Regions from separate parts of the Rattus norvegicus genome. Here region 2 is linked to region 1. The links are chromatin contacts, called in public Hi-C maps. All regions are on one chromosome and are shown on one strand. Each heading gives the region's core, a stretch centred on a gene start, on an enhancer-like site or on the middle of the called end of the contact. The rest is flanking DNA. Distances are from core to core; before and after follow the strand shown.

The links. Hi-C and Micro-C count contacts between places; a contact is called where the count stands out from the background.
Region 2: a Hi-C map of liver shows a contact between it and region 1, with 2.3 times the contacts expected there. The contact joins two enhancer-like sites. A contact is called at or near these places in 4 of 12 Hi-C or Micro-C datasets (frontal cortex, liver, mammary epithelial cells and 1 more).

The regions. Positions count from the first base shown.
Region 1 is chr2:44,217,746-44,220,445 of GRCr8, reverse strand. No RefSeq gene overlaps it. Among named protein-coding and RNA genes, the nearest start is that of Pgk1l1, 270 kb to the left of the region's middle. Within about 2 kb of position 1,250, at least 15 of the 93 cell types and tissues checked have an H3K27ac peak or open chromatin away from gene starts, as enhancers often do.
Region 2 is chr2:44,299,309-44,302,223 of GRCr8, reverse strand. No RefSeq gene overlaps it. Among named protein-coding and RNA genes, the nearest start is that of Pgk1l1, 190 kb to the left of the region's middle. Within about 2 kb of position 1,498, at least 13 of the 93 cell types and tissues checked have an H3K27ac peak or open chromatin away from gene starts, as enhancers often do.

The DNA of each region.
Region 1 (2,700 bases), core at 1-2,500:
CACATGTGTGCATATAGAAATACAACATGCTGAGTCAAAATTTGTTGCTTGTGTGCATCTGGTTTCAGGGGTTTCCACTGTGCACTGGACAACCAATCAGGGAGATCATCTCTGGGAAAGGCTGCTTCTCCTTCTCCCAGTTAATTGCCTGAAGTTTTTGCAGCTGGAACCCTGATAAAAATTGCCTCTTTCATGTTGACATGGCCATTGATGTTGCTATTCCTCTGCTCTTGGTTCTGCCACTGTTTCCAGGACAGACTGTTTCACAGCAGACTTTTCTGGTTTCTACCATGTTTCCACCCCTCTTCTATGATGCTCCTTGAACTTCAGATGCAGGATCTATGGTGTAGATCTATCTGCTGAGCCCGGGCTCCGTGATGTGATGGGTATTTATTTGTTCGCTTGTTTGTTTGTTTGCTCAGGAATTTTCTCACAGTGATGAGAAAACTGAGTCACTCATAATTTATATGTTGTTAAATCGGTAATTGTAGCAGAGAGCCAATTAATTAAGAACTTTGTGGAACATTTTAGATACTCCCCACCCTTCATATGGAAGCAACTTCTTTAATGGCTCCTTTTGTTTTTGGTTATTTAGCCTACCAACTCTTTTAGGCGTCTGCCTTTGACTATTGATTTATTCTCTCTTCTGTAATTAATTTCTTGTAGGGGACAAAAATATAACATACTAAAATATATACCCAACCTTTTGTCTCTCAGCATTTTGTCTGTAGTTTTGGAGAAAGCAGAGGCTGTTGGAAAGGATGAGATAACATTTAGAGATTTCTTGGTGACTTTGAGGATTATGTTCATTTAAAAATGTTAACACCACAAAACATCAAAGGCTTAATTCAAGAATACATTGGTACTCTTATCCTACAAAATTTTCCATACTCTATGACTTAAAATTGGCATGTTAAATCTTATTTACTCATGTAAGTCACTAATCTTCAGTCCATTGATTCATCTCACCATTTGCATTTCTGGGAGAAGTATTATGGGACTTAACTATCAAGTTTTGTATTTGAAAATGTTTATGAGTGCATGAGTAAAAGGCGGTATCTTCCCAGACTCTCCTAAACTGAGGATGTCACCATAATGTGTGAACAAATGCCCTTCTAGTCGATACTGGGTGTAAACCACTTGAAATATTGGAGGAGGGCCAGCATTTCATCACCATGACCCATGTCTTTTCACAGAGTGTCATGCTCTCATATGCTGTTCCAAGGGAATGAAATGCCAAAGGCTTGTCCAAAATGTCAATGATGATACACCTCTTCTCCTGGAGCACAGCTTGTGTAGTCCAGGCAGCTACTTTCCCAGCTGAAAAATGCTGGTGAACCAGCACGACAAGGCTGTCATAAGTACCAGCTTACGGTTACTGGCAAACAGCAAGCACAATTAAATTTCAGTATTGAGTCACCTGTCAACTGATCAGACTTCAACTTCAGTTCCTACCACTGAGTTTTCAGGCTGCGTGGGATTTTGCCATATTGAGCTTAGCTTGCATTAATTGCTGTGTACTGTTAAATTCTAGAAGAACCACATTGTTTTAATAGAGGATGTATGCCCGGTGGTGTAGAGCATGTGCGATGCTCACCCTTCTTGCTTCTTAGCTGTGAGTTCTTAAGGCCAGAAGGGTTGACTACAGGCTTTGATTTGGGGTGAACAGACAGAAAACGAATTACCTCTTTTTTTGCTGGTTAAAGAACCTACACAAATACCAAGTGAGTCTCCTCCACACATGAGTCTTTTCTGTCACTTCAGTGGGAGTTTTATGTGGGAATAAAGAAGAGAAAATGTCACCCAGAGTGTGTCTGATCATGATTTAATATCTAAGCCAAGAAATCTTGAAGTACAATTCCCCCACCCACATAACACTAAATCATTGACTCATGCAGGCAACAAGCCTCCAAAGAAACCTTGGCAGTATTTTGGGTGGAACAAGCTAAAACTACATTAATTTGATATCTCCAAATGACCTTCACAGGAAATCCTATCATTATGATATCTAATTGAAGTATAAATGATAAGATGATACTGTTTACTTTCAAGCTCCCATTGTAGGAGAACCATAAAAATTACAGCCAGAGTGTGCTGAGAGTCAGAGAGAAGGGGACAGGGAGAGAGAGAGAGAGAGAGAGAGAGAGAGAGAGAGAGAGAGAGAGAGAGAGAGAGAATGCTTAAAAATATTTCCATAGGTTGAGGAGTCAGGAGTGAAGAAAAATGTGGCAAACTGTGAGAATCAAACATTTCTCTACCTAATTAACTGAACCTTTTTGTAAGGTTAACATACATTCATTGAAAATAGTCCATATAATTTAAGTTACTATTAAAATAAATATATGTAACAAACAAACAGAACCGTGCTTTATTAAAATAAATAATGGAGCTTATGGAATCAGTCCACAGCATTTAAAAGCAGTCCTAGCCCATGTTTCCCATGGGTGTAATTACATGACTCAGTCAATGGCTAACAACTAAGTCAAAGCATGATTAGTAGAAGAGAGCATCTTAGAATCCCTCTTACACAGCTTTTAAGTGGCCGATTAGTATAGAACTGAATGTGGGTCTCTAGGCTGCAGCATTTAGCAGTAAGGGGCATTCTTAAAGAGACATGCACTGTGGCTGTCACCCTGCTTATGCCTAGCAACTGAAGAGAACCATTTGGAATGCAGTTTACAAGTTGTCTCCTTATGTACA
Region 2 (2,915 bases), core at 249-2,748, 82 kb before region 1:
CCTACTAGACCTATCTCTTCCAGTGAAGTATGCAGCCTGAGGCATGTTATTTCCCATCTGATTTTAAAAGCAAATAGATGAAGTAACTTATGCATCGATTCAGAGGTCTTTTCTTTGTTACAAACATCTTGATGAAGTAGAAATAACACACTTTAGAGCAGAAGAGATCTTCCAGGTTTACGTTCTCTGGCCTTGTCTTGTGATATTCCTTAGTTGTTTTTTATTCATAAAATGAAGAGAACAATGCCTAGAAAGTTGTTATAAAATGACAGTCAGCACCACCAACACTTTCCAAAGTTCCAGAATATAGATGACTGTAACCAGAAAGATCACCATAATCCAATGGTGCCATGACCTAGACTGAAATAGACACATATTGCTGAGTGTCCATTGCTGTGAAGAGACTCTATGACCACAACAACTTTTATAAAGGAAAACATTTAATTGGAGGGTTGCCTTACAGTTCAAAGGTTCAGTCCATTTGCATCATGGCAGGAAGCATGGCAGCATCTAGGTAGGCATGGTGCTGGAGAAGTAACTGAGGGTATTACATCAGAATCTGAAAGCATCAGGGAGAGTGACACTGGGTCTGGTTTGAGCACTTAAAACTTCAAAGCCACATCTTCTCCAACAAGACCACTCCTCCCATTATTACCACTCACTGTGAGCCTATGAGGCCCTTTTCAAACCACTATACAGGGTACAGTGCTAGGCTGACTTCTGTTCCTGATGATGTATAGCACTATGTCTATGTTACTAAGGGTGAAATAACTCAAACCTCTGGCTCTGTCTTTGAATAGAAGACTCAAGCCTGATGTCACAGGCTTGAGAACATTATAAGTAGTTCCAGTCCCATTACGCAATATGCCTCATCCCAACTCTGTGGCCAGGAGAATATCATTTGGCCCTTTTGGCTCTGTCAGAAAGTTCTCTTAGTAGAGGAGAATGTGGCTAAGCGTGTCTGGCTGTTTCACTCCTGTCTGGGAAGTGCAAAGCCCCATCGGCTTAAAGGGATTGAAGAAGGGCTTCTTTGGATGCTCTTCCTGGAACTCTTGGATGCTCGTGTTCAGAACTGAGGGATGAGGATTAGCGAGAAGCCCCAAAGACATTTGTTTAAGCTCATCGCCACTGTTTTGGCCAATTTAAGCACCTGTAGGAAAACCAGAGAAATAAATCCATATGGTATTACATTTTCACCATCAACGAACTCCTACTGTTTAAAAGAAAATTGACCTTTTGTGTGTTAGATGCTTGGGAATCACCTGGAGAATGATGATTTTTTTTTTGAAAGCTGTTGTGCCTGTGTGAGCCAAGAGTACTTCACAGCTATGAATTTGATAATTCCCATTCTCCACTGAACAATTGTTTGATCCTAGCATTGATTGGAATTCTGTCCTCTAGAGGTCACTAATGTACCAGATTTAAAGAACATGGAGGCTTCCAAAGTGCTCAGGAGGAGACAAATATCCTGATTGCACTTGTGTGAAAGAGGAATGGAGGGAAATAGACTACTCCAAGCTAGTCTCATAGACTAGAAGCAGTAAGAAATCTTGTCTTGAATATTGAATAAGGTATTTTTAAATTGATTTTTTTTCTTGGTTTATCTTGGGTTTCCTCTGCCTCAATCCAGCTGGTCCCTGTTTTCATTTTTATAGTTTTGTTTGCTTTTTTCAGATTTTGTATTTTATGTTCTAGGTTGGACATGAACTCCCCATGTTGTCCAGGATAACCTTGAATTCCTGATGACCCTGCCACCACCTTCCAAATGTTGGAATTATATGCATGTACTACCACACCCAGCTAAAAAATTCTTCCAATGATTGAGCACCTTTTCGCGGGAACATTAACAGCAGAAGTAAGTTTCCTTGGCATGGCCTTTAAAGAACATGGGAAGGCTGTGCCTGGAACTTGGAATGGGGTCTTTTAACTCTTTCTGCAGATCCTGAGTAGCCTAACTTAGGAGGATGCTCTGCAGACTAATCCGAACATAAAAAGATCACTTTGGATATAAAACACATGACTGTTGATCAGGAGCTATGGGAATGACACTCTGAAACGCTTAGAAGACTTTTCCCCCTGTGCTATGGCTTTTCTGTTAACCTAGTGCTGACTGCTCTTTGTCTCCCTTGAAGAGAAATTACCTTGAGAATGTGTTTCATGTTGGCAGAGGGATTGCCCAGGGAGATTTAAACAACAGGCTGCCTGGAGTCCAGGACGTGTTGTGGCATAACCTGCTGCCAGTGGACCGCGCTGCTCTAGGCGTGACCTGGGAGGTACCAGCGGCATTTCACACTATTGTTCCTGCTGTTCTGCTTGCTCTCCAAGGAGAGGAACGCTTACACCACAGTTTTCCCAGGGTCCAGACACTTGCCAGCAGCTGACCCATCAGGAAATGGCCTCTCCCCTCTTCCTTCCCACATTCCTTTCCGGGCTTCCCCAGCCCAAGGTGTGGCCAGCGCCCAGAAGATCTCCTTTGCTTGATTGACAGGCAAACAAAACCTTCCTCTAGATAAGCAAGATCACAGCTCCGTAGGAAATCTATTTGTTTCTGGATGGAGCTTGTCTGCTCTCTCTCTCAATAGCTACAGTGCTGACTTCATAGTTTCTTATCATGCTTAGGATGTGTGGAACAGTCAATCCTAAAACAATGAGCTCTGCTTTTTAAAAGGCTAATTCACAATGAAATACTACACTTTGTTCTACAGAGTTTATGGTGGTCTCCCTTGAAGTCCTTAGAGGGTTGTACTGTGCAATAAGAAAGAATAGAAGGAAGATTTCAGTTTTGAATTTTCTCTATTTAATTTAGTTCTTTAAAAAAATATAAAAAAATTGTTATTCCTGACAAGAGCTGGGAATTCAAGAAAAGATGCCCCTTTTCACTTTGGGGGAGCATCTTTTTAACACAGATGCAATCC